Regions from separate parts of the Mus musculus genome. Here all the other regions are linked to region 4. A link is a contact called in public HiChIP or PLAC-seq and promoter capture Hi-C data. All regions are on one chromosome and are shown on one strand. The core of a region is the stretch at or near the end of the contact, and the rest is flanking DNA. Distances in the headings are between cores, read along the strand shown.

Evidence for each region. Promoter capture Hi-C pulls out the DNA fragments that hold promoters and counts their contacts. HiChIP or PLAC-seq counts read pairs in DNA pulled down with a chosen protein or histone mark.
Region 1: a promoter capture Hi-C map of hippocampal neurons shows a contact between it and region 4, with 8 times the contacts expected there. The contact joins the enhancer-like site here to the promoter of Cdh11 in region 4. A contact is called at or near these places in 3 of 39 promoter capture datasets (frontonasal cranial neural crest, hippocampal neurons and maxillary cranial neural crest), 2 of 484 Hi-C or Micro-C datasets (nephron progenitors and uterus), 10 of 115 datasets of contacts at active chromatin or transcription factors (the NIH/3T3 cell line, craniofacial prominence, embryonic basal ganglia and 7 more) and 1 of 9 other capture datasets (liver).
Region 2: an H3K4me3 HiChIP or PLAC-seq map of craniofacial prominence shows a contact between it and region 4, with 9 times the contacts expected there. The contact joins the enhancer-like site here to the promoter of Cdh11 in region 4. A contact is called at or near these places in 6 of 39 promoter capture datasets (the 3T3-L1 cell line, cranial neural crest, frontonasal cranial neural crest and 2 more), 1 of 15 datasets of contacts at CTCF or cohesin (the NIH/3T3 cell line), 13 of 484 Hi-C or Micro-C datasets (adipose-derived mesenchymal stem cells, cortical neurons, embryonic fibroblasts and 3 more), 10 of 115 datasets of contacts at active chromatin or transcription factors (the NIH/3T3 cell line, VIP interneurons, craniofacial prominence and 7 more) and 1 of 9 other capture datasets (adipose tissue).
Region 3: a contact with region 4 is called in an H3K4me3 HiChIP or PLAC-seq map of craniofacial prominence, with 7 times the contacts expected there. The contact joins the enhancer-like site here to the promoter of Cdh11 in region 4. A contact is called at or near these places in 9 of 39 promoter capture datasets (the 3T3-L1 cell line, 3T3-L1-derived adipocytes, cancer-associated fibroblasts and 5 more), 1 of 15 datasets of contacts at CTCF or cohesin (the NIH/3T3 cell line), 30 of 484 Hi-C or Micro-C datasets (the N1E-115 cell line, the STO cell line, brain and 18 more) and 14 of 115 datasets of contacts at active chromatin or transcription factors (the NIH/3T3 cell line, SST interneurons, craniofacial prominence and 11 more).
Region 5: an H3K4me3 HiChIP or PLAC-seq map of embryonic limb bud shows a contact between it and region 4, with 6 times the contacts expected there. The contact joins the enhancer-like site here to the promoter of Cdh11 in region 4. A contact is called at or near these places in 8 of 39 promoter capture datasets (the 3T3-L1 cell line, 3T3-L1-derived adipocytes, cranial neural crest and 5 more), 4 of 484 Hi-C or Micro-C datasets (cortical neurons and uterus), 9 of 115 datasets of contacts at active chromatin or transcription factors (the NIH/3T3 cell line, astrocytes, craniofacial prominence and 6 more) and 1 of 9 other capture datasets (embryonic stem cells).
Region 6: an H3K4me3 HiChIP or PLAC-seq map of neural tube shows a contact between it and region 4, with 4 times the contacts expected there. The contact joins the enhancer-like site here to the promoter of Cdh11 in region 4. A contact is called at or near these places in 10 of 39 promoter capture datasets (the 3T3-L1 cell line, the C10 cell line, cranial neural crest and 6 more), 1 of 15 datasets of contacts at CTCF or cohesin (the NIH/3T3 cell line), 2 of 484 Hi-C or Micro-C datasets (embryonic stem cells and uterus), 12 of 115 datasets of contacts at active chromatin or transcription factors (VIP interneurons, craniofacial prominence, embryonic fibroblasts and 8 more) and 1 of 9 other capture datasets (embryonic stem cells).

What each region holds. Positions count from the first base shown.
Region 1 is chr8:103,473,222-103,477,772 of GRCm38.p6, forward strand. No RefSeq gene overlaps it. Among named protein-coding and RNA genes, the nearest start is that of Gm32642, 96 kb to the right of the region's middle. Within about 2 kb of position 3,165, at least 9 of the 459 cell types and tissues checked have an H3K27ac peak or open chromatin away from gene starts, as enhancers often do. A contact at or near this core is called in hippocampal neurons, where this site is marked.
Region 2 is chr8:103,407,396-103,411,551 of GRCm38.p6, forward strand. No RefSeq gene overlaps it. Among named protein-coding and RNA genes, the nearest start is that of 1600027J07Rik, 62 kb to the left of the region's middle. Within about 2 kb of position 2,341, at least 54 of the 459 cell types and tissues checked have an H3K27ac peak or open chromatin away from gene starts, as enhancers often do. A contact at or near this core is called in adipose tissue, adipose-derived mesenchymal stem cells, craniofacial prominence and 5 more, where this site is marked.
Region 3 is chr8:103,441,228-103,445,876 of GRCm38.p6, forward strand. No RefSeq gene overlaps it. Among named protein-coding and RNA genes, the nearest start is that of 1600027J07Rik, 96 kb to the left of the region's middle. Within about 2 kb of position 1,689, at least 28 of the 459 cell types and tissues checked have an H3K27ac peak or open chromatin away from gene starts, as enhancers often do. A contact at or near this core is called in craniofacial prominence and uterus, where this site is marked.
Region 4 is chr8:102,781,811-102,786,650 of GRCm38.p6, forward strand. Cdh11 (cadherin 11) reads right to left here and starts at 3,301. Exons shown (of 13, transcript NM_009866.5): 1 at 3,086-3,301.
Region 5 is chr8:103,305,662-103,310,114 of GRCm38.p6, forward strand. Gm39234 (a long non-coding RNA gene) reads left to right here. Exons shown (of 3, transcript XR_879135.2): 2 at 2,311-2,447. Among named protein-coding and RNA genes, the nearest start is that of Gm39234, 11 kb to the left of the region's middle. Within about 2 kb of position 1,415, at least 9 of the 459 cell types and tissues checked have an H3K27ac peak or open chromatin away from gene starts, as enhancers often do.
Region 6 is chr8:103,359,074-103,363,583 of GRCm38.p6, forward strand. No RefSeq gene overlaps it. Among named protein-coding and RNA genes, the nearest start is that of 1600027J07Rik, 14 kb to the left of the region's middle. Within about 2 kb of position 3,133, at least 5 of the 459 cell types and tissues checked have an H3K27ac peak or open chromatin away from gene starts, as enhancers often do. A contact at or near this core is called in neural tube, where this site is marked.

The DNA of each region.
Region 1 (4,551 bases), core at 1,915-4,414, 690 kb after region 4:
AGTTTAAAAAGTTAGTTTGGGGGCTGGATGGACAGATAGGCCAGTGGTTAAGAGCAGTGTCCACTCTTCCAGAGGACCAGTGTTTGATTCCCAGGAACCACCCAGAAGCTCACAACCATCTGTAATTCCATTTTCGTGGGATCCAACTACTCCTGGCCTCTGAGGGTACTGGGCATAAATATACATACATTCAGGCAAAACTTCGATGTTCATAAAATAAATAGTAATAAATATGTACTTTAGTAGCCAGTCCTTAAATGGCACACAGGATAATGCTTAGTACATACTAACTGTTCCCAGTTTCTTTCACCAATCTCTGCTAATACCATGTCTGTGGGAATCTTTAGAAATCAGATTTGTCAAGAGATGAGATGGTGACAGGACCATCCATGAGTCCCTCATATCTAAATTAGACTCCACCTTTTGTCAGTCCTTTCCCTCTCTGCATCACAGAAAACACACTTGACAACCCATGAGTGGAATTAAATGACCAGGAGGGAATATGTACTCTTAAGAGAGAAAAGTCCCCTTTTCCAAGTCATCAATAGCTAGGTCACTTCAAATCATCCACTTAACTTTCTGGCCTTCTTTCCTCATCTCCACACTGGAGATAGCTGCTGCTCCATGCAGAGTTTGCTGGAGGATGGAACTAATGTCTTACAGCATCAAAAAAAGAAGGTGAGTGAGTAGGAGAAGCCAGAGTCTCTCTTGCCTTACAAACAAAGTCAGGAAGAAGGTTACTCCTTAAGCAAGAACAGCCATCCCTAAGCCACTAGCTAAGTGATCAATGCAGTTATTCATTAGCATAAATATTTCACAACAATGTCATTTTAATGCTCCCCAAGAGCACCTGTTATCTTTCCCACAAATTGGACTCTCTATGACATAACTCATCAAGAAGCACTTCTCAGGTAGCTTAAGTGAAGGACTGCCATTCCAACCAATAAAGCAGACACTAAACACAACAAAGCCCATGCTGTGACTTTAATAGTTGATCAATTTGTAGATCAGGAGCTTTTATTCTTCTCAGCTTTGGCCTGACAGCAGGAGGTGAGTTTCCACTCTTAGAGATAACTGCTTTGGTAGGAAACAAAGGTTCATATTGGGTCCTCCTTATCCACAGGGTCCACATCCATGGATCCAACCAAATATGGATAAAAATATAGGGGAAAATGTATATCTTTGATATACAGACTCTCCAAACAGCATAGTAAAAGCACCATGGATATTGCATTTATATTACATTAGATATCACAGCAATTTAGAGGTGTATTAAAGTATATGAGGGGGATTACATAGGTTATGTGCAAATGTTACACCTTCTTATATAAAGGGATTTGAATATCTGTAGGTTATGGTGTCTGTGGGTGCCCTGGAAGCAAGCACTCACATATATTGAGGAACAGCCATATATACATAACCCACTGAATAAGCCTATGAAAGTTAACCACAATACAAGGCTATATGACTTTTCAAGTTGCGGGGAGGGACTGTTTCAAACAAGAACATGTGAGCCGACTGGGGTTGGGTGAGAGAGTTTTTGTTCCTAGATATTTATTTTCACTCTGCTTATTTGATACTTGATTTATAGAAACAGACCCTCTAAGCCCAGCATGGATCTGAGCATGCGCTGTTAGGAAGTGTGCATTGAAGGCGTAGAGGTAGCAAAGCAGAGGGGCTGGAGCTGGGCTCAAGTTCAGCTGCCTGCCTGCCTTTCTGTCCTCTCTGGAGTCATCTTAGCCTAGAGAGGCTCTGCCTTTGCTATGGTTTGGATGCTGTTTACTGTGTTTAACTCAAGGGTCCTCTGTGTTAAATCAGTATTGGGAAATGACAGAGCCCCTGCAAAGTGAGACCACATGTACGGCTCCTGATGTATGAGCTTACAATCATCTCTCAGTGTTTTTCTACTCCTGGACAACTTACATTTGGAAATAGGAAGGGAGATGGCATGATGGTGGTTATAGGTTAAATTGTGTTCTCTACATCTATGTGTTAAAAAGTCCTCAATTCCCAATACTTCAAAATGTGATGTATTCACAGATAGAATTTTAAACAAGTAAATTAAATTATAATAAGGCACTGGGTAGGATCTTATCTAATCTGATGGTGTCCTTCTAAGAAGAGGCAGTTAGCACACTGGCATTCATAGATGGAAAGACAGCTGAGGACACAAAGAGAAGTTATATGTAAACCAGTAAGAGATGACACAGAAGAAGCCAACCCTGCCATGCCTTGATGTCAGGGGTTATGGTCTCTAAGACTTTGTAAAGTTTCTCTGCATGAGCCACCCAGGCTATGGCACTTTGTTATGGCATCCACATACATACAGGTGACATGTTTGTAGTTGATATAATGGGATACTTGGACTTTCTAAATGTCCAGTTTTCTTTGGAAAGAGATAAGTCATTTTTCTACAGCTTTGGAATAATGAGAACAGGGAACGTCCCTTTAGAAAATATCATAATTTGCTACTTTGATGGTTTCTCTTTCCCTTGTTTAAAATTAACTCATAGAAAACATTTGCTCATTTTATCAAAGTAGTCAAATTGTCCATTTGAGCCAATGGCTATTTAAAGTTTTAAATCAAGAAGTTTGCCCTTCAGGGCACTGGGGAGCTTCCTAAAAATGACACAGACACACAGCCATGCTTGCTATCATTGAGCTCAGCTGTCTCTGAGAGCTTGGGATATGTGTGACATCTGTGGTGTGGCTGGGACAATTCCCTGTGTCCCTTTGTAACTGGTGCCTTTGTCATACAGAACATCTTGGCCCCAGCCGAGAAATATACTAATTGGAGGCACGTGCTTTACTGGCCTTTAGAGAAGAAACTCTTTCTGAGAACCCTCCCACACACCACCACACCTCTTGGCAGTCAATCAATTCACAAGTATTGGTAGCTAACCAAATTGCAAAGCAGTAGCAAGAGTGGTTGGAGAAACAAACAGAAATCCGAAGAAACAACTGGCAACATTGCTACCATTTAACCAAAAGAAACAAGATATAGAGGGGGGGGGGGCATTTCTTCTAGGCAATCCTACTATGAAGCATGGCCTGCACCAATACAATCCTTTAGGATTTCCCCTCATTTAGTCTACAGTACTACCTGTATTCCCTGCTTACTTGTTGCTAGGGAGATGATTCTGTTGAACGCTGCCAGACATTAAACACACACGCATATGGACACACACAGGCATGCACGCCTACCAAAGCTAATTTCCCCGCTGTTGCTATAGTCTCAGTAATTTTCGCTAACCTTCCTTCCAATCTTTTCTTCAATTGCCACAGAGTGTATAGTTGAGGACTTGACATTTCCTTTGAATTAAGGCTGCGAGTTAAGTGGATATTTTCCCTTAGATGGATGGCTATTCTGGGCCTTCCCACAGCTAATCACACCGTAGCCTGAGATCTCACCTGTTCCCTTTCATACTGCATACTCTCTGCTTGAAATTTGCCAGCAGGTCCTCAATAAAGAAATAGCCCTGATTGCTCATTAAAAGCAAGAGAGAAAGCAATTAAAATACAAAAGGCAGTGCAAAGATTAACACTCGGGAAGTTGAAAGTTGAGCGAGCATTGTTGAAGGCTGGAAACCAATACGGGGAGTAGGGATTGAAAGCAAGCTTGCAAACAGACCAGGCCTCGAGCTTGGTGCCCAGCATTCAGGTTTTTTTTCAATTCCACTTCAATTCAATTCCATTCATTCAGTTCATTGGAGGGAGCTAAACAGGAAGTATTGTTTCTATTCCCCCCCCCCTCAGTGAAGCTCATATTTTAGATAAGGCCAACATTCACAAGGATGTACACTGTTTCTGCAGAGAAACAGGGCGCTGCTTGTAAGAACCCCCAAACCTGCTCTCAAATTCTGCTATCACTTTCTTGAAAGTAACCTCCTCTGAGCCAGGGGCCCTGCACCTCCATTCTGCATGGGCACACAATCAACACACATCATTGATTGTTAGATCACAGACACCCTCTAGGTGTCTCTAGTCCATTCTCAGCAATCTGGCCATGACCCCCTCATACATGTACTCTGTCTCTGTCTCTGTCTCTCTCTTCCTCTCTCCCCTTCTGCTGCTCTGTCTCTGTCTCTCTGTCTCTATTTCTGTCTCTCTGTCTCTGTCTGCCTGTCTGTCTGTCTGTCTCTCTGTGTGTGTATGTATGTGTGTGTGTGTGTGTGTGTGTGTGTGTGTGTGTGTCCGTCCTTCTCCTCTCTCTCCTTCTGGCAAAGAGAACTGAAAAGAAAAGAAGTTGTGCTGTGTGGCCTTTCCATCCACCCTTCCCCATTGCAGTTGTAGAATGTGTTAATGGTCCTACCTGTTCCTGTCTCTACTCCCATTAGCACATAGGCTTTGCCAGACTAGATTACTTGGTATGAAACTTGTGGTGCTCCTGGAAATCTATAGGAGTCGGCAACTCCCTTTGTTCTCAGGGTTGAGAGGGAAGGCTTTCTCTTCCCCGTCACTGATGCCTGAGGCCATGGTATTCTATCTAGCCAGGAAACTGTAGAGAGTGTCACTCCCTTAGGTATCCCCATCTCTCCAAATGGAGCTCCA
Region 2 (4,156 bases), core at 1,091-3,590, 620 kb after region 4:
AAGAAGGGAGGGAAGAGAGGTGAAAGAAGGCAGGCGGCAGGCCAATGGTGTTTCTTGCTTCCGTAGGGCGGCACAAAACAACCACAGCGATCCTGCTGTTTATCCACATTGCATATTTTGTTTTGCATAGCATTTTGCAGCGGAAGGTATTTTATTGCTTCAAACAAGTTTGCAACCTCTGAGATGAACAAATGATCTACAAGTCACCGTCTGGCTCCATGAATCTTCCCTAACCCAGTTGCAGATACTCCGTGCCCAGCAATAACTCCTGCCACAGAGCCCCCTCGCTCCTTATATTTTCAGGGATCTGCATGTGTCCCGTATGAATTAACAAAGACAGCTGGTACTTGACAGGAGTCAGAGAAGCCTTTCTCAGCCCAGTGAGTCTTCTTATCTGCCTGGCCTTGCACCCAGTGACGGAAGCAGGCAGTGAAGCATCCCACAGTTCACATGTGGCCAGCAATGGGCAAAGAGTCCTCCTTCTGGATGCAATGAAAATGTTTGGCGAGAGTCTCAAGATGAAGAAATGAGTTAGAACCTGAAATTCCATAGCTGTCCAATGCCCTGGCCCCAAAATGGCTGAAAAAATTTAAACTGCTGGTTTATTTTCTCCTCTCTTAAAATTACTGTTGTTGTTGTTTTTTTTTTTTTAATTTAATTTTCCTACTTAACGTTTTCCCAGCAAAGCCGTTGAACTTTTTTTTTTTTTCAGACTTAACCACAGGATGAATTTCTCTGCATTAATGAGCAAAAATGAGCTGACAAGATGAGGCACATCCAAATGGAAAATAAATAAATAAATAAATAAATGGCCTAACCATACCATAGGAATGCACCGGATGGATGGATGGATGGATGGATGGATGATGTCCCCAACGCCATACTGTGTTTCACTTGGCTTCACACATGATGGTTACTGTCTCCTATCTAAGGCCTGTGGCAACTTCTAATTCCCCCTGAAAAACGTCTTTGGAAAACCAACTTCTGATGACATTTCTGAGTCTCTGGATTGTCTCTCCTAAGGAATCTAGCTAAAGCATGATCACTTAGGACAGAAACTGAACACAAAAGGATTCCCTGAAGGCACGGTGATAAAAAGGAGAAATAGAGTTGGCTGTTTACTCCAGTGCAATGATAAACTCTGCGAAGCTTAGGTACTTCTAGCTCAGCTTCTGACTTGTGTAGTCACAGACATCTGGCCCCCAGGCCTGTTGGATGGATGGAAGGTCACATTGCATGTCACTATGTAGGACCCACCCCCAAGCCTGGGGAGAGCAGCTTCCTTGCAGTTGTTCATTTTCCCCATGTAAGGAAAGTCGTCTTTTAAAAACCATGTGTGGTGTAGCATTTTCTATTAAAGAAAGGAAGGAAAGATGGAGGGAAAGAGGGAGATAGAGGAAAAGAAGAGAGCACAAGAGAGGAAAGAAATGAAGGAGGAAGGGAGGGAGGGAAGGAGCGAGGAAGGAAGAAGGGAAAAGAAGGAAGAAAAGGAAAAAAGGAGAGAAGAAAGAAAGGAAGTAGGATGGAAGGACAGAGGAGGGAGAGAAGGAAGAGAAAGAAGGGAAGGAAGTAAAGAAGAAAAGAAGGAAGGAAGGGAATAAAGGAGAGAGAGGGGAAGAAAAGAAGGAAGGAAGGGAGTAAAGGAGAGAGAGAGAGCCAACCCAGGGCTTAATTTTCTGCCTTTGCGTCTGCCCAGCTTCACTCCAGTTGGTTCTCATTTGTGGCAATGTGTACTTTGGAAGCAGAGCTCTCTGCCTGCCTTCCCGTTAACTCCCACCACCTGGGATATGTTATTTTGACAGGGGCAGGGATTCTGATGCTCCCACTCTGCACTGTAAAAACAGACTGTAAAAGAGGTCATCTTTTGGGGGGAGGGGCTGGAGGGGTTGTCTTGCCTGAGCCCTCCTGTAGGACTGTACTGGGAATGCAAAGCCTGGGATCCAGATCCACATACCCATCCAAGAATTGCAAACCCCAGACTCATTTGGGTGGGGTGATGGCTCTCTGAAGCTGTCTCCTCTGTTTGCATCACTTAGGGGGTGAGTCTAATCAAGATGGGCTGTGTGAGTTCAAAACAGCTGGAAAGCATTACAGGTCAAAAGTTGAAATCAAGTTAAGAACAATCGGAATGTGCAAGCCTGTTGTTTCTAATCTCTGCTTCTTCCTCCAATCCGTTCAGTTCTCCTCCTGGAATGGAATGTTTTGGTCAAGGCTGGTGTTGACTTGTGGGCCAGTGAAGGTGTAGTCATGAAGCCAGCATTGAAGAAGTCAACAGGAGGACAGCTTATATTTGCTAGGAAAACAAAGAAGGGGCAGACTCCAGGTGAAACTAGAAAGAAGGCACATATAAGAGACAGAGATATTAATGCTGGAAAGATTACTGCAAACTGTCCAAACCCCTTCCCTACCTACAACTGTGAGAAACAGAACCAGAGACATGCACGTCCATCTCAAAATCACACAGCATTTAATGGCTAAACCTCATGAGAGCTTAGCATAGGTGGGGGACTGCCATGACTTAATACAAAGAGATGAGATTTTCCTAGTCTATTGACCTTTGGCTGATAGAGCTTCTTCTGTTCTTCAGTCACTGGTCCACATCTCCTCTTTGCCACTACCCTCTTGGTGTAGTCTCCTTTCCCACTTTTGAGTCTGGGTTCTTGCTGTCCTTGTGTTATTCTTTTTTTTTTTAATTTTTAATGATTTTTTTTTTGCAAATTTCACATCATGTACCCCAATCTCACTCATCTTCCCATTCCTTTGTACCCACCCAAAATAAGATACAAAGAAAAATCTCATGGAAGCTACAGTGTGTCACAGTATGTCCCACACTACACCCTTTTGTTCATACACCTTTATTTGCAAATGTTCATTTCAATAAATCATTTTTCTATCTATTTAGAGGCCTCTAGCTTGTGCTACACTATCAATACTCTATCCTCATGGGGACTCTTTTCAGATACTCTGCTGATGTCCTATGTCATAAAGATCTTGCAGCTTTGGATCTGCAGGACCAGTCCTTTCCCCCATCCCAGCAGATCATAGATAGCGTAGATGTTGAGGTGGGTCAACTTGAAGCTCTGGATCTGGGCCTGGGAGGTAGCTGAATTTGCCAACTCACCAGTTCTCCTGTACCACTACCACCAGAACAATTTCTCTAGTGCTGCCCAGGCTAGCTCACCCAGTGCCACAGAAGGCAAGGGGCAGAGTCCACTCTCCAGCTCTCATGTCCTCAAGGCCAGCTCATGTGTGCTTTGTGAAGGAGGGCATCTCTTCCTCACCTACCCCACCCCATCCCATGGCAGACCAGGGGCAAGGCCAACTCTCCTGCACTCTTGCCCACAGGGACTACTTTCCTGAACCCCACCACCAGGATCAGCTCTACTGGGCTGCCGAGGTGAGGGTACAGGGCCTGTTCTCACTCTACTGAGTGCTGGAATGCATGAGCCACAAGGCCAGCTTTGATCCTCTCATGATTTTGGTGCCAGCTCACCTGCCTGGCACAGGCTGTACAAGGATGGTGGGAAGGAGGGCATCTCTCCCTCACCCGAGCCACGCCACTGAAAGATGGCAGACTAGGGGCAGGGCCAGCTCTCCAGTACTCACACTCTCAGGCTAGCTTACCTGCTCCCCTGCTGTCATGGGCAGCTCTATTATCCTACCCAGGCAAGGGGTAAAGCCAACTCAGCACGGTGCCTCATGCAGCAGTCTGGACTAGGGACATCTGCATGGCTTTTGGTGGTAACACAGGCCTGGGACGTCAACATAGATCACAACTGCTGTAGGGTCACAAACCTAGACATAGTCCCCGGCAGCAACATGAGCCCAGATGTCCCTATGACCTAGGGCGACAGTACAGGTCACTCAGATGAGCATGTCCCCCATGACAGCACCACCTTCAGATATTCACATGGTTTCTGGTGGCATCTGCTTGGCCTTTGGTGATAACTCTGTCCACAGATATCAACACAGACCCTACCTGCAGCAGGACCCTTGGTGGCAGGCCAGGCCAGGATCTCACCATGACCTCCTCCTCATCGCTGCCTATTACTCTTGCTGCTGCTGGTCACTGGGGGAGGGGAGGACTTGGATCTTCCTTGTGCTATTCTTACATTGGATAGAGGTCTTCTCCCTCATAGTGTTTTCAGGCATGAAC
Region 3 (4,649 bases), core at 439-2,938, 660 kb after region 4:
TTGAAAGCAGGTACAACGTGGGCATCACAAATGGGAGTGGTCATACTTGGACAGCTAAGGAGCATGAAGCACGCAAGCCAATGGTCATGAGGGCATTCTGAGAAATTCAGTCTTCCACAGTTCAAGTTGTGTAGAAGAAATGGGCAGCAAACGGAGACCCCTAGTGGCTGGGTGTCTGCTTTCTGTGGGTGACTTTGCTCATAACCCAGAATCTGGGCTGAGATCCTCCGCAGGACTGTTTACTTCTCATTCTCCCTCCATCATCTGGCATAGCAAACACTTCAGGCTTCTTTAAAGGCAGTAGTCATTGAGAGGCCAGAATTGAAACCCTAGAAATCAAAAGGATCCTTGAACCCCCATTCCCATTCATCCCACTCACATTCTGATGTCTGCATACAGCGAGCACACTTCTCAACCTGATCCCCTTTTCTCTCTTCTCCACCCTTGGTACTTCTGAGCACAGAACTCAAGTATCACATTATCTGTGAAGAAAGGCTGCCTCTGCCTGGCCATCTGGCAGCTCAGACCTGCAGGTTCTCTCCTTGGAATACCTATACGCTGCCATCCCAGCCAATTAGCCCTTGTCACACTGTGTTCAATTTATCTTAAGTAAAAGTAGTTATGGTGGAGACAGTGTCCTGCACACTCAGAAAACCGCTGCCTTATTACCTCAAAGAGTCTAGGACAGTTATTGACTGGGACTCTTTTCTGTAATGAAGAGCATGTGCCAGGAGCGAGGATACCTGGGTTTACCTTCTATGTCTGACACTTAATTCTGTGACTTAGATAATTTACTAGCCTATCTGGGCCTTGATATTTCTCATCTGAAATATGGGATATCAACAAAGACCACACCATGTGTATGATTATCATTGCCATGAATCCTGTGGGGAAATAGAGATCTCAGAATAACAAAGATTCTTTGTTATACAACATGCCTATGCTGTAAGTGTTCTGTGCAGAGATGTTTAACTTTTTCATTACATTTATTCTCTCTCTCTCTCTCTCTCAATCTCTCTCTCTCTGTGTGTGTGTGTGTGTGTGTGTGTGTGTGTGTGTGTGCTTGTGTGTGTTGTAAGTGGGTGTGAACATGCCACAGCACATACATGGAGGTAAGAGAATAGCTCTCAGGAGTCAATGCTCTTCCTCCTGTCATCCGGGTGATGGGGAGCTAACTTGTCATCAGCCTCGGAGTAAGCACCTCTACCTACTGAGCCATCTTCCAGGCCCTGGGAATGTTTATTTTATTATGCTTATTTTTAAACGCATTGTTTTCTGTGCCTAGCAGCTATCTTGAACACACATGGGCAAGTTCCCCAAGGTCCCTTCTAGCCTCCAGCATTTTTCAGCCCCAGCTGCCATTCTGTGTCCTCAGAATCCCTGGGGAACTTTGAATGTCATGTGCTGTCCCAGTATACAGGCTGCCTGCTATCAAGGCACCTCCCATCCAGGAACTGAGCTTGCTAGGGAACACACAATCTTCACTTGCCTGGGATAACTCAAGGGTAGAAGAACTCTCTTTCAAAACATTCAGCTCTTTTTGTTACTGTTATTTCCAGAACATGAATTGGATCTTTAAGAAAAAAAGAGAGAAAGAAGTAACTGATCTGTTTTGTGCCAGAGCTGTCTGGTCTCTCCAAACACTTAATCCAGCCGCTCTCATTGTCTGGGATCAAAGCGCCTTCCCCACACTCGAGCTTTGTTCTTCTAGGAACCAACGAATAGGCTGAAAGCAGAGCTCCTTCAGTCTTCCTGCCCCCCTCCGGTTTCCTGAACTTTGAGAGAACAAAGATATTTCCCAAGCAAGGATCCCAACTACAAGGTGCTAATAATTGGAATCACATGTTTGGGGTGGGGGTGGGGGGGCTTGGACAAGTGTTCCCTAAGTCAGAAGGCTTCTAGGAGTGGGAGGGGAACAGCCATAAAGAGAAAAACAGTGGAGATTTAGGAGCTAGGATCTGCCAGCCAGGAACTCTGTCCCAGGAGGAGCCAGGAACAGAACCTAGAGCTGGAAGTGCTCTCACTCATCTCAAGGCAGGCAGAACACTCTCTGACAAGTGTATCTTTCAGGAAGGATGCCCTCCATCCATCTGCCATTGCTGATAGGTTTGCAGTTCTAGACATAGAAGGAGGAGGCTATGTCTAGGGTCCTGCATCTTTCTGTGCGGTCTCTTGGGTGTGCTGAGGATAATTTAGGGGTTGCTGAGAGTGACAGAGCACAAACTAGGAGGACACTGGTTCGAGTTAGCACCACCCACCCTTACAGCTTGTTAATATGTAGGTGATTCAACCAGGTATACCCAGTGCCAGTGTAGCAGATTTACAAAGAGCTGGGGGATCTGCAGTTCTGGATGCAGCGGGATCAGGGACTGTCCTTTAAGAACCTCTGTTCTGTACAACGAAGTCTCCAGATGATTGTACAGTTACCAACCAGATGCTGTGATGGTCTCTAATCTCAGACCCCCAAGAATGAGGAAACCCCATAAGCAATGAACGGACTCATGGCCCCAAGAAGGACTCCATCCTCAAGTGTGCAACCCAGCATGTTTGGGTCAGAACAGAAAAATGCAGGTCTTATTTTTAAATCTCTCTATAAAGCCAAGGTTGGAAGAGGAGGTGAGAGGTACAGAGGGATAAACCAGTTGATGAAGTGCTTGCCCCACAAGCCTGAGGGCCTGGGTGCAGATCTCAGCCAGGTAAAATACATAGCTGGAATCCCAGTACCGGGGAGGCAGAGACTGGAAGAGATTAAAAAAGATTCCTGGGGCTTGCTAGCCATTATAGCCAAAACCATAAGTCACAGATTCAGTGAGAGACCTTGTTTCCAAAATAAGGTAGGGAGGAATTCACAGGAAGTCTACCTCTTGCCTTAGCTTCTACACACACATACATAAGCTCACACATGCCTGCACAAGCACATGTGCATGCATGCGCACGCACACACACACACACACACACACACACACACACACACACACACAGAAAGACAGATAGATAGAGAGAGAGAGAGAGAGAGATAGAGAGAAAGAGAGAGAGAGAGAAGGCATGGTGGCAAGCAAGTGAAGAGATTTTTAAGGCACAGTGCATGCATGTTGCAAACTCATCTCCTAGTAAAAGTTCCCTTAACCCTGTTATCCTCTGTCTCTTCACTTAAAAAAATGGGGAGCAAGCCTACTTAAAGCGACATCCCCAGAATCTCATATTAAGCTTTGTGGCCAGTGTTATTTTTTAAAGCCTTTTGAACATACCTAACCCGACTCTTTGCCCTGGCCTCCATGTCTTGCTGCGACTCCACTATTGCTTGCAAGCTGCGACAAGGGAAAGGATGCTTTCAAGTTCGGTGAACTAAATAAATGGCGTCCACAGCGTTAATAGATTTTCTATTGAGCAGAAAGAGATCACCAAGATTTCATCTGTGTACCCCACTGCCCACCCACACCCCAGCTAGCAAGGGCACGTGTGTGACTGTTTGTTTAACTTGGCTATGCCTAGTCTCTGGTTTTCTCGCTGATATACCAGCCGCACTGTCAGAGAGACACCTGCTTCAATGGACCCTTGCTGTGGGAAGTGTCTGGTTACTTTCATAGATAAGAACTGGAGCAGGGGGTATTGCTGGGGAATTTCAAAACACAACCTTTGGAAAGGGGATATCAGCTCAAGTTGGCAGAACAAATAGATCCCGAACAGTTCTATCTGGAAGAAATATAAAGAAGGTTTTGTTTAATCGTGGTGATTTTTCTTTCTCTTCTGCACATTGATAATGGATGTCTCAGGACTGAGTCCCACAGGACTCTGCTCAGGGAAGTGTTAAAAGAGAGGAACGTTTGCACAATGGAATCTGGAGCACTTTCTGTCCACTAATTGTCTGAAATTCTCTGTGAGGAAGTTAAAGCCCTCGGTGTGGTCTTGAAATAATCAAATCAATGGCCAGATACTTCCAAAGTCACCTAGCTGAGGCATCAGTAAAGGAGCAAGACTGTTCCCACAGGCAGCCAGCTGGGCTCCAAGTTGTCCCACTATCCTAAGCAAGAGATCAAAGGCACACTGTGGTCTCCAACTGCTCAGAAACTCCAAGAAGAGACTGCTATGTCCAGACCCAGACTTCAGAGGTCAATAGAAGTGTTAGAGCAACCTGTGGCTAGGATCACATCATCACCAACAGTAGTTGAGCATGCTGAGAAGAGGAGAAGAGTTGGAGAGGCCCAGCACACTTTTGCAACCACCAGGAAAAGAAATGTCATTTCCAGAACATATGCGAGCAAGTTGAGGTGCTTACAACTAAACGAGGTGTTTCTTCCCTTAGTGAAACCACAAAGGTCTTGTTTTGTGATCTTAAATGTGTGTGGGTGTGTGTGTGTGTGGGGGGGTGTCTCAAAATGGTGGTGTTGTCAACATCTGGTAAGGGTTATCTCTGGATGGAAGAGCCACACTCAGACCAGGGGGCTGTTAAACATTCCATGCTGCTCTGTTCCTTTCCCTCCTCAAATAAATTATCACAAGACATTCCAGAACTTGTCTCTTTGTTCTTATCCAATATAAACTAGATTTAAAAATGTTCCAGGTAGTCTCTGACCACAGCAAAGCTTACGCTGAGAATCTGCTGGAGTGGTCTGTGTATACTCATGGGTCAGAGATCCTTAGTTTTAGCT
Region 4 (4,840 bases), core at 2,051-4,550:
AGACTTTTGAGCTTTCAACATAAAAGCATTGGGGTTGAAGACTAAAATCAGATGTGTAGCCCTTGTTTAGGTGGTTCGGAAACATAGATTTACATATTGTAGATCAAAGTCTATGTAGATTGTCTGATTCCTAGGTTATTGGCACTTATAGGAAAGGTTTCCAGACACTCAGAGCTTGTGGGAGTGTAGGTTTTGTGACTGTAAATCAAACCATGAAGTCAATGTCGTGGTGATTCCCTTCCATATGAGGGTCTCCAAACCTGAATCCTGACAAAGCAGCCATGTAATTCTATTCAAAGTGAAAGAAAAACCATGAATTATGAAGACATGTGCATTAAAGGGGCATGAAATTGATCCACATTCCCCCAAATGATGACATAGCTCTCCAACTCTGCACCCTTCTCCCACAAATAAACATTCTGAAGCCACCACAGAAAATGTGGAAATATGAGTTCTGTGCCAGAGAGAGGAGAGAGAGAGAGAGAGAGAGAGAGAGAGAGAGAGAGAGAGAGAGAGAGAGAGAGAGAGCTGTAGCTTTTACTTTTATTTAAATTAACAAAAGATTGCATCTTAATTGAAAATAGAATTTAAGTTTCTAGTAATTTGCTGTGGTGCACTGATAAGCGTTCCGAACATAATGTAAATTCTGGAGTGTTATCAAGATGGCCCAGTGTTTCCACAAAAACTATTTTTAAAGGCTTTCTTTCTTTCTTTCCTTTTCTTTCTTTTTTCTTTTTGCTTTTGTTTTTTTCCTAGTATGCAATAAATCCACGTTAAACAAATTTCCAAGACTAGATCATCTCATTTCCATTATCCTAATTGTTTACACACACACACACACACACACACACACTCCAGAGATGAAGATTCTCTCTCATTCTCTCTCTCTCTCTCTCTCTCTCTCTCTCTCTCTCTCTCCATATGACATCCCAATCAGGACATATAGAACTAATAATTATAAGAGTGTCAGTAACCATTGCTTGCTACTAAAGATACAAGTATAGACTCCAAGGACTTCAATATGTTTGTTGGGGTGCAATGCCTTGTCTCAGAAGGCAAGATGCAAACCCCAGTTCCACCCAGCAAAGTTTCCTGGCCTTTAGATGCCTCTGTCTGGTCTCTTCTGAGTGCTGATCACATTCCTTTGTACTAGGCAGGATAGATGTTTTGCACAGAGGGTTCGAATACGAGGGCCTAACTGGCCAACCCTAAAACTTAAGAGTCAGAGATTGTTTAAGGAACTTAATGTGCCTGTGGCTTCAGGGTCCCTCTAGTACTGGCCACAGCTATGTCCCTTTGTTTTGTAACTTTTATTCCTTTGTTCTGATAGAAGACCAAGCTGCCTGCAGCTGGGGTTGAGCATCCCTTTCTAGGTTCTGGGGCTCTGTCTCCTTGCTTATGAGAGAAAACAATTCCAACATTATTGAAATGAAGGCCAGTCCCTTCTCTTTTTTCTCTGCTACCCTTAAAGGCGCTCGCACTCAGTTCAGCCTCGTTAATATGCTGATGAGAGGGATCCTCGGTCCTGAGAACACATCTGTAGACCGGTCCCCAGAAATTCCAGACACCCCGCAAACCCCTGGACGTCTGCTACGAGCCCTAGAGATAAGGAAATTGATCTATCCTCTCGCCAGATTAATTATCACTGCTTTCTGTGATTAAACCCAAAACTTACTGCTTCCTAGTCCACAGATAAGACCGATCAGGAGAAAATAGGAAAGGATTCGGGAGCCATCGTTAAAGATTTCTTGAAGAAAAAAAAAAAATGAAGGGGAGACTTTTAGACAAATCTCTACCCTCCTGCAGTGCCAGGCTTTCATTAACAAACCCACTCCCAGCCCTCAGGGACGACCCTCCGTCATGCAGAAACGGCACCGTTAAATAATTAGAAGATGCAATTTCTTCATAGCAGTGCGATAGCCCGTGAAATTCCTGCTGCATTATTAACAAAAAGCAACAGGGCTTCTTCGAACATCTAGCGAACCTTTCACCCGCTGAAGGCAGGAGTGCGGAGCCCGGGTGAAATCCGGGCCTTGGCAAGAGAGAGAATAGGAAGCCTCCTGGGTCCCACTTTCTCCGGGGACCAGGAGCGAAAAGACCCTGCCAAGGCTAGGCTGGGTTGCGAGGGGAATTGGATGCTCCCGCAGCCTCCAGCTTCCCGCTGCTCCTTGCTCTCAGCACATCCCGGCTGGGAGGCCAAGCACAGGGAGGGAGGCCGATTGTGAGGAAACAGTGGAGGCTTGGAGCGCTCCGAGAGGAGGCGCAGGCTTTCCGGGAAGGTTTGATTCTCAAAGTTAACATTGACCCTAGAAAGCTTCCTCCAGTCCAAGCCCGAGTCTAGTCTGAGTCTGAGCCGCTCACAGAGCATTCCCTGCATCACTGGGAGGTTAGGATAGGTGACTGAAGTCCCCGAAAAGGCGGGGGCTGGAGGGGCTAGCTCACACCGCAACCCCCAGCCTCTGAGCCGCAGTCCACAGCCCCCGACCCACACTATCAAAGTGCGGCCAATCCAATCGCCGCTCCCTCCCGGCCGCCGGCTATCTTCTGGGCTTCGACCGCACTCTCTACACAGGCACCGGGTCTAGGGGAGCTCTTTAGGAAGGCGCGGGAGGATCCCCTCTAGGAACCCCGCAGAGAGCGATCTTGTCTGGGGAACAGGCGCAGCGCGGGCGGGCACCGCACAGGGGTCGACTTTCCCTAGAGACATCACGGGAGCAGTCTGCGTGTCCAGAGCTCCGCTCTGCAGTTCCTTGCCCCAACCCAAAGCAATCCCCCTGTGCTGAAGCCTTGGTGCAACAGCCCCTCACCCCGGGGGGGGGGCAACAATCAAAGAACCGGGGAGCGCACATCTGGCGCCTCAAACCCCTGCTCTGCCTGCGTCCACAGCAGGCTGCCTCCCTTTTCTCTGATTTTTAACCTCACCCCCCCCCCAAAAAAAAGCCCTTCTGCTTTGCTTTACTGATCTCCATCAGCCAGCAACCTCCCCCTTCCGCAACAGTCTCTTTCAGAAGCAATTCTTTCCCCTTTCTGCCTACTCCGAGAAGCCCCATCTAGATAGGGTCTAGAGCCGAGCAGAGCGCCTCACCTGGGGCCGTTGCGGGTGGACACGACCTCCTGGCCGGCTGTCCCTGGCACGGGGCGAGCGCAGCGGTGTCAGCCCGGGCCCCGGTCCGAGTCCCATTCACAAGTCGGCGGCGGCTGCGAGCGGCCCCCGCGGCATCTGCTCCTCGGCCCGCGACGCTCCCCTCAGCTGGCGGCGGCCGCGGAATGAGCCGCGGAGCGCGCTAGTGGCAGGAATGAGAAACCGGGGGGAGGTGGCGGGCAGGCGGGCGGGTGAGGGGGGAGGAGGAGGGAGGCCGACGCTGGGAGGGAAAGGGGGGCGGAGAGGAACCGAGGCTGCTAGACGCCGAGAATTGGGCCTGGAGGAGGCGATGGATGCCTACCCTGTCGGCGCTCCTCCCCCCCTGGGGCCCCGAGAGATGCCAAACCCAGGAATAGGTGGCCTGGCCGCCCCTCCTGCCCTGGGTCGCAGCGCTCCGTCTCCTGTGGGGGCTCAGACACAGTCTGGAGCGACTGAAGTTGGGCTCCGGGGATACACAGCCAATCAGGAAGGACGACGGAGGGAAGCTGGAGAGGGCTTGAGAGCCCCCATTTTCCTCTTTTCCTGAAATCCGCTCCAGCTGGACAAGCTAGGGCCTCAACCGGCCCGCCGGAGGATGGATTGGATGGAAGGCATTGCCCAAGTAGGGGAGGCAATCCGGAATTAGGGAGCGCATTCTAGGCTTTATCAGTTAGCACTCTGAAAATATCTCCACGTTGACCACTCCTGCCCAGTGCCCTCTCCCACGAACCTTCAGCATCCCGGTATCTATCCTTTGAGAAATCCGCTTGCGGGGAAATCGGTGAAGACACTAGACAGGGGCATTCGGACTTGAGAAGAATAGAGTTTTTCCTCAATGTTGTTCTACCCTACATGCAAAGCCTTCTTTAGGGTCAGCCCCACCAGGACAGAGTCTCTAGCTTCTGTTCCAGCCAATTACAAGCAACACCCCCATCCGGCAGTTTCACTTGTTGCCTCCCAGAATGGACACCACAGAGCCCCTCAAGGCCCCAAAGAGAATGCCATTCGACCAGAGGATGGGCCTACGTGAAGAATACCCGCACCCTGACTCAGCCCCCTGTTTATATCTTTCTCACGAGAACCCAGCAAAGGATACCCCAACCTGATTCCTGTCCACTTTACAGTGTCTGGGCAGAAGAACTGGATCTTCAAAAAAAAAAAAAAAAAGCGCCAGGGACTGGGCGGGGCGGGGCGCTCTTCCTACCTAGAGCAGCGTGGGGACCCGCACCGTGACTGGGAACTAAGGATCCATGCTTCAGTGGGGACCTTGGATTAGGACAAGTTTCCAGTCTGGAAGATGTTAGAAAGAGCAGAAGTAGAGTTTCCAATGGGCGAAGGATAAAAAGGGATTTTTTGAGGAAAGTCGCGGTGGCTTGGGAGTGGCGACCTCAGGAAAAGAACAATAAAATGACAAGGGACAAAAGCTGGACTATGCAGCAGAAGCAGGAAGACCTAAAGGGGGAGTTTAACAGGAATCAGAAGTTAAAAAAAGAAAAGAGGCCACCAATGGAAGAGAGCGCCAGGACCCAAAGCGCATGGGAAGGGCACTTGAGAACCCAGGGAGAACAAATGGTGGCTGAATCCCACCACCAAAGCACTTAGCCACCAGTCCTGGGGACCCGGAACTCTCACAGATCAACGGTCCCCGTCGGGCTCCTGGAAATGAGATCAGGAACCAAGGCGCAGACAAGACCGCTGGAATATCTGCCCTGTGCTTGC
Region 5 (4,453 bases), core at 165-2,664, 520 kb after region 4:
TGGCTTCCAGGAGTCCAAGAAGAGGGTCTTAAAGCCCATGCCCAAAGTGGCACACCTACTCCAACAAGGCCACACCTCCTAATAGTGCCAAGCATATACAAACCATCACGTGTGGGAAAGAGAAAGCACAGCCAGACATGCCAACCCCGACTAACAAAGTGGAAGTCAGGGACTAAAGTTCTCTGAGTACTACTAGCATCTTGAAATACTAGTGGACTAAATTGAGATGGAAAGACAAGATCTAAGAATCATCTTAGCCACTTCCCCCGAAAAATCCAACAACAACAACTGGGTGGGGGGAGGAAGACTTCCTTTACAGACCAAGAATGCTATTGCAGTAACAGAGCTATCAGAAAGCCAGGATTTTTTCCCCTTTTTTGGAGCCTGGGGATTCACCACCAAGGATGCCTGTTGAGATACACAATAGTGGGAGACAGAAAACCTCAGGGGCAGGACCCCTGGGATGCTGTGTGTGGGAGTGGAACACTTTTACCTTAAAAGTAGTGAAGAGGATGCACCCCTCTTTCACACTTGTCATAGAAACTACTTGGTATTCTTTTATGTTGATTTATTCTGAGTCCTGTCAACTTATGGTAATGTTTTTCTCAACTTCTGTTACAATTATGAAATAATTACAAAGGGTTGACACGGATCCTTAGTCCCTCTTTTTTCTTTCTGTGCAGTGGTAGGCATTCTGCCTGAAATTCAAAGTCAGATTAGCCAACTCTTGAAATAATTTGCCTTTTATAAATCCTCCTGGTCTAGTAAGAAAATGAAACAAGTCCTTTAAAAGATGCTCATTATCTTTGTATTAATTATATTTGACTTAATAGCACTGCTTAGCTTATGAAGAATATTTTAGAAAACAAAACAAGACAGTAAAAAGAAAGACATAACATGTTCACAGCCTTTTACTTAAAGCTTACCAATGCTAACAGTCAAGGTTAAAGGCTTAGTGCCTTTTAGCAGAGGCATGTGGATTGAATTTGGGACTGAATATGGACCTGGGAGTGATTGGAAACATAGGTTAAAAAGTGAATTCACTACAGATGTTTTCTGTGGACAAAAGGCTATGAGCAGCCTTTTAAAGTACACTAAACATTGCATACCTTATTGTTAAAGCAATGGAAAACCAATAAAAGGTTTTTAAGCAAAGAAAATTATGTAATTAAATTTGTATTTTAAAAATATCCAATATTGCTGAATGTAATGACTCATGCCTTTAAGGCCAGCATTTAGGAGGCAGAGGCTCTCTGCAAATTTGTAGTCAACCTTGTCCACGTAGTGTGTTCCTGGGCCAGAGCAATATATGTTGGCTAAATAAATAAACAATCCCTGTCTACATCATAGAGAATGTATCTCAATGGGAGTGCAGCCAGCAGAGATTGGGAACAATGCCATTCCCAGGCTCTTTCTGTCAGCAGGATGACAGTTGGTAGGAGTTGAGGTAGGATTGATGGAAGAAGATAATCTTGCACAGGATAGCTAGAATATGCACAAAAGAAAGTTAGGAAAGACAGGAAAATGTCAAGTAACTTGATTTTTTTTATTATCATTAATCATTCCATTCATTTACATCTCAAATGATATCGCACTTCCCAGTTACCACACCACGGTCCCCCATCCCATGTAGTCCCACTTCCCTGTTACCCCACCACCAACTCCCCATCCCACATCTGCCCTCCCCCTCCCCTTGGCCTGTATGAGGGTGTTCCCCCACTCACCCACACTCTCCCACCTCACCAGTCCAGCGTCCCCCTACACTGGGGCATCAAACCTCCCAAGGACCAAAGGCCTCCTCTCCCTTTGCTCTCAGGTAAGGAAATCCTCTGCTACATATGATTATGGAGCCATAGATCCCTCCAGGTACACTCCTTGTTTGGTGGTTTAGACTCTGGGAGAATTGGCTGGTCAGGCTGTTGGACCCCCGAAGGGAGACCCTCACTCAAGTCTCAGGGATCGAGAGCCCAGAAAGCCACAACAGTCAAGCTTGCTGCAAACACACGAGGTTTTAATGGCACACAAACCAGCATGCTAAGGTCGAGACCCATAGGCAGGGGTAGAGGAGTCTGACCACGATCCTATTTTCCAGCAGGCTTATAAAGGCAAAAAACACAACCTAGGGGGAGGATCGGAGAGGAAATAGGGGAAGTCTAGGGGCGAATATTTACTTCCAGGCACCTGGGACATTGAAACATTTTGTGGTTGTTTTTCCCAAAAGATCCGGGGAATTAGGCCATCTGGCCGGGGGCCGGGGCCCATGTTCTCAGTCAGTAATTTTTTTTTTTTTTTTTTTTTTTATTCTTCAAGGCCAGCCTACGTTGTTCTTCCAATGGGGTTGTAATGCCCCTCTGCTCCTCCTGTCTTTCTGCCAGATCCCCAACCAGATTCCCTGTGCTCGGTCTGATGCTTGGCTCAAGTCTGCTGTGGCATCCACATCTGCTTTGGTTAGTTGCTGGCCAGACCTCCCAAGGAACCGCCACCACACTGGGTTCAGGAAGCACCTCTTAATCCTAGTGTGGGCAACGGTGGTGCTGGGTTTAGGGTCTGCAGACATGATGGATCCCCAGGTGGGGCAGTCCCCTGTTGACTCTTCCTTCAGTCTATTCTCCATTTTTTTTTTTTTGTCCCTGTTCTTCCCTTGGGCAGGAACTGATTTTTGTTACAAGATTTTCTTTCTTTTTAATTTTTTTATTTGTGTTTATGCATAGACTTCTCTTATCTTAATAATGATACCTTAAGTACATAATTATTGTGATATTCATTTTTGACTTAGTGTTAATACCATATTTTCTGCTTCTTCCTTGCTGTTAAATTCTGTAAAGTGATTCCTTGATTTATGTAGATGATTTAACCCTTTCCCTGGAACCCCTCCCTGCAACGTGGGAGACTAGATTGTTCTCCAGGTTTTGCTAATACGGGTAATTCCTTAATTGATTCCTTTAGGTAGGAGGAAACTTCTTATATTTTATTTCTCTTAGAGTAAACTCCCACATATAATTCATTAGGTTAAGCTAGATGACCATATTAAGATTCTCACAGCAGCAGCTGAATGGCTGTATTTTATTATTTTAATTACGTCATTCAGTCAAGAGGGTTATGTCATATCATATCAGATTGGCTATGTCAAATCTCTCACTTCAAGGAAAGGACAACAGTTTGCCCTTACTGGAATAGAGGCATGTTCTTAATATAGATTCATCTTTTCTGCCGCAGTGTACTTTCATAATTGCTATCTATGGACTAACAGAACTTTGTAGGCACCCTTAAAATAATGCACCTAATTACAGATGAATCGGGAACTCATCTTACAGAAGATATGCGGCTTTTGGGTGATTCTGATGGAATTTGATGGTTTGACAATGTAAGTCTTCTACTCAAAAGCAAACTATGGTCTGTTAAATGTTCAGTTATGAGACTCATTGAGAATCAATATTTACCAGTTGAGTATTAGATCTACAACTCTGAAATATATGCTTTAAACAAGCAACTAATATATAGCAGCGGTACTCCCACAACCACAAAATACATGTCTGAAATCCCAGGGGCAAATATGAACTCTTTCATAACTGAACTCATTCAAAGGTTATCTAGCCCCTGCCCTACAACTTGGAACTCTTCTAATTTGAAAGTTTTAGTTAATAATGGAGCAATGCTTTCCACAAGTAACACAATGACAGCTGCCTGTCAAGTTCGGGTTAGCTGTATCGCAAAACCCAGTGTGTGCAGAGGGATAGAATGGCTTGAGTTTACTTTCCTAGCTAGATGATTAGCCATGACCTCAAGGGTCCAAATGAGTTGCTGCTAAACACTGAGTCAGAATGGGCTCTATCCCTTGAGTCAGAATGAACACTATCCCTAACCTTGAGAGGTCACTAGATAAGTTGTAGAATCCCCATGGGTAATTACAAAAGTTAATAGGAAAGAGCAACCAAAATGGAAGACAAAGCAACTAAGGAATTAGATCATATAGGAGATAACTTTTGAGCTACATGATAGATAAAAGCAGTAATTAGGGGATAAATGGAACAGGGGAAGTTAAAATAGAAGATAACTCAGCTAACTATAATAGAGGAAAATATAGTGGTCCCTTATAACCTGTGAGTGACATGTTATAAGACACAGAGTGATACCTGAAACCACGGAAGTGCCAAGCACTGTGCATGCCATTCTTCCTTTATAAACATCCCTAGGATTATGTGTCTAAACTGAAGAAAATTGGATTGAAGTACAGTAAGAGATTAAGACCAATGACTGGTAATAAAATAGAATGTATAACAACACACTATAATAAAAGTTATTGAAATATATTTTATTTCTAGAGGTTTTCATCTTAGGCTTTAGTTTATCAAGAGTGAGAGAAACTGTGGAAAGTGGTACTGCAGATAATGGGGAACTACTGTGCCAATAGCACCTAAAGGACAGTTCTGAAATAGACTGTGCACACATGACA
Region 6 (4,510 bases), core at 1,883-4,382, 580 kb after region 4:
ATCTACAATAATGAGTGAACACACAGACATTTCCGTCAGCCACTCAAATCTAGCATTGTTTTCCCTTGCCCATTAGCTGATTCTCACCTTCATTCCTTCATATGTTCATATAGAAAGGAGAGATGGAGATGGGGAGGAGGGAGGGGAGGGAGGGAGGGAGAGAGAGAGAGAGAGAGATTTTCCAGAATTTAAACTTAGACCCATTTCTGAGACTTCCTTTTCTATACATAGTCATATTCTAGGATCAATAGTTTCATAGTTGTAAATATATCTTTACAGATGATTCCCCCTGAATGCTTGACTCCTAACTCCAACTAATAAAAAATGTCTAAAGTAAAACTCTCAGCCTCAACCAACTCTGCTAAAAATCAATAGAGACAATTATAAAAACATATCTAGTCTAGTCTGCTGGAGCATCGCAGGATGGAGCATCTGTATCAGCTATCTTTTCTCATTGCTCTGATCAAGTTCTTGACAAGAACAACTTGACAGAGGAGAACGTCATCATTGTATAGAGGCTGATGTGGCTCACTGAGTAGTGCAGGAGTTTGTAACTTCCTCACATTGGGAAACAGAGGGTTTGGACCAGAAGCAAGGCTATAACCCTAGAATCTGGGGAGATACCTTGTCTCAAAACATAAGGTGAAGAGAGGTTAAAGAAGACACCTGACATCAAGCTCTGGCCCTTCCAGACACATACGCATATGCATACGCATACGTATATGCATTCACATGCATTACCACCTGCATACAGTCATGACTATAACACACACAAGCATTCACAATGCCCACTTATAGTGACCCACCTCTACAAGCAATGATTCCTTCCCCAGAAGATACCCAACCTCCAAAGACAGAGAACCATTGTCTGAAAACCAAGTGCTTAGATATATGAGCTTCGACTTGGCATTGTATAATCAAACAGAAACAGCACCCCAATTCGTATTCAGCCAGATGCAAGACATGGCAGTGAGTCTTCCTGATCAACTAGTCACCAGCCAACACGCCAGCTGGTGACAGATGTATGAGTGGACCTGTTGAGATCAACTGAACTGTCGCATTCCAAAAGAATCAGCCAAATGAACAGTTTCTTCGTGAGAATAATAAAAGGCCATTTTCTGAAGCCACTACATTGATATGGACTTGCTATTGGTTAAAAGCTCCAGAGGACCTGTCTTAGTCAAGGTTTCTATTCCTGCATAAAACATCATAACCAAGAAGCAATTGGGAAGAAAAGGGTTTATTCAGTTTACATTTCCACATTGCTGTTCATCACCAAAGGAGGTCAAGACAGGGACTCGCACAGGGCAGGAACGTGGAGGCAGGAGCTGATGCAGAAGCCACAGAGAATGCTGCTTATGGGATTGCTTTCCCATGGCTTGCTCAGCTTGCTTTCTTATAGAACCCAGGACTATCAATCCAGGGATGGCACCACCCACAATGGGCTGGGCCATCTCCCCTTGATCACTAATTGAGAAAAATGCCTTACAGCTGGATCTCATGGAGGCATTTCCTCAATGGAAGCTCTTTTCTCTGTGATAACTCCAGCTTGTATCAAGTTGACACACACATCCAACCAGTGCAGGACCTAAACTATCCTAAATATATATATATATATTTATGAATGAATAAAAGGCAATTTTCTCATGTATTCTTTAAGTATATGAATTGGAAGCTATTCTTGACATAAGCCCCATTTCCATTCATATGTGACAGTTCACTATACTAATTTTTCTTACCCTGAAAGTGGGAGTAGCTTCTCCCACTATCTTTAAGATTCTTTACTAAAGCTTTTTTACTTACTCTTTCTGGGCTGTTAAGACATCTGAGTTAACCAATTTCCTAGTCATGTGGACATCAGACAAAAGATAGAGACAAATCAATATAAATGCGCCCTCTGTTTTTATTTTTAATTTCTTAGGTCATGCTGTTTGTTATGAATCTGATCAGTGGACTTTACATGAGTAACATTTCCCTGTCTTCTATTGATTAAATCTTAAGATTGAATCAAGGTATGCTGAATTATTAAGAATTTGTTTGTTAACTCTAGATTAGATACAAATATGACATCCAATTTTATTATACTTTAAAGATTCTTACAGAAACTTTATTATGGATATATATAGAGAAAGCTATCCGCTTTGGATCTAATCTGTCAGAGTAACAGAAGGATTTTAGAACTCAAGGGGCCTCAAATCCTGAGCAGAAGTTTTCAGACTGGTTTAAAATATTGCTAATGAATCAGAAGCTGATCAGACAAACCAGTAGAATGAAAGATTCTTAAGGGTCCAGTGAAGCCCTGCACACAGACACTTTCATTATTCTGCTCTCATTTGCTGGCTTTCTTTCTGCTACAATATTACAGTCACATAGAAAGAACAAGACACAAGGGACCACCTTCATGAACTAGGCCCCTACCTCTCTGTATTACATCTGCTTAGCTCTTAATGTATGCTGCTGCCACTGAGAGTTTCTCAGCCATCTGCCCTCCTAGGTTGATATTCCTTAAGGTCAAGCCTGAGTCTTATTTACATCTGTACACCCTATACCCAGAAAGATGCTTAGCTCAACCCTGGTGTTCCAAATAGGCTTGTTGATTGAATGAAGTGAACAGTTTCACGTCTCATTATCAAATATAAATCTCCCCACAAGAAGCTTTAGAACCGATGGAAACTACACAAGTGTTTGTTACCGTCATCATCATCATAATCAGTCACTTCATTTCAGTTGCTGTGTTTCCTGTATTTAATTTGTTTCTCCAATCTTCATTATCTTGTAAGCAGCAGGAGGCTGGGCTGAAATCCAGGCCTCCTGGCTCCGAGTCTGTTCATCTCTCCTCACAATGTTATTACCATCAGCCTGATGGAGACCCATGGAGGTCAACACAGCAAGAGTGTGGTACAGTGCCTTCTGGAAGAGCACATCAAATTTATTGCCCCCAGGAACAAGTAAAAGGAGAATTACCATTGAAGAACAAGGCCCTTGTGCCATCACCATGCCCATCAGTCAATAAGATTTATCTCTTCTGAATTCTCATAAGAACCCTAGGAGTCAGGTAATTATCATGCAGATGAGGAGACAATCACAGTGCATTTTCTAGGTAACAGAATGAATAGAGGATTGACCAGCCATTAATTCTCAAGCCAACTAGCCCTCCTGAATACCCTAAGAACATTTTCATTTCAAGGTTGTTTCTATAGCCCCGTGTTCAAGCAGATTGGAAAAAAAAATGATGAGACGTCTTGCAACAAAGCCAACTTCACTGGAGGCTGAGTAACAGGCTAATGCTATTGGGAAAAACAGACAAATTGTTGCTTAAGACTAAGTAGGCCTTGAAGATAGAAGAGAGCTTGAGTAGGCACATTTAATGGATTCATTTCTATCATTATCCAAAGCATCTGAGCTCCAAGAAGGTTAATATACTTAGTGTGACTGTGCTCCTAGACCATGTATCTTATAAGCAAACATATTGAAAGCTTGGCTGTTTCAGGAAAAATAAATCTCATAAAAGTTGCATGGGCATCTAAATAGTGCGTTTAACTGCACAGGGCCCTCCTTCCCTGTTACCTCAGTCCATATTCCATATCTGGATTCTGAGAAATTTGTAAAGAATACATATTTGCTTTGCTTTGTGGTTCTGGAAACTGGGGAGTCCAAGCTGAGGCAGAATAGCCTCCTATTGCTGAAAGTCACAGTGGGAAATGAGAAGAAGAAGAAAAAAAAAAAAGGAGCAAAACTGGCGTGGAGAGTGTGATGCTTGCTGCACAATCCTGAGAAACTGAGCTGGATCACTAGCATTCTTGGATAAATCTTTGGGGCTGTGGCAAGCGATTGTAATCCCAGTGCTGGAGAGAGAAAGGACGGGTGACTCCCTGGGGCTCACTGGCCAGTCAGTCTAACCTAATAGGCAAGCCCTATAATCCAGGGAGAGAAACTGTCTCAAAAGACAAGGCAGAGCATAGTGGCATATAGTCTGCTAAAAGGAAACAGACAAATAAAACAAAAAGTAAAAACAACAAAAATGACAAGGTAGCTGTCACTCATGGTTGTTCTCTGACCAACACACACAGAAAGAGAGAGAAAGAGAGAGAGAGAGGGAGGGAGGGAGGGAGAGAGAGAGAGAGAGAGAGAGAGAGAGAGAGAGAGAGAGAGAGAGAGAGGGAGGGAGAGAGAGAGAGAGAGAGAGAGGGAGAGAGAGAGAGAGAATCACAATAACTCAACTGAAAGCAACTAGTACAATCCTGAGAGACCAAGAACTCATTCAATCCTCTAAGAATTAATTCAATCCCAGAAGGATAGCACTAATGACTAAATCTCTTATCAGACCCTATCACCTCTCAACACTGTGACATTGAGAATCAAATTTCAAAATGAGTTTTAGGGAACCAAACCATTTTCAAACTGTCACAGAGGAATTCACATTAAATAATTATCTTTTATTAAAAAAAATTAAAGTGGAACCTGAAATCCAGTATTTTTGTATGCTAAAAATGGCAACTATACATTGAAT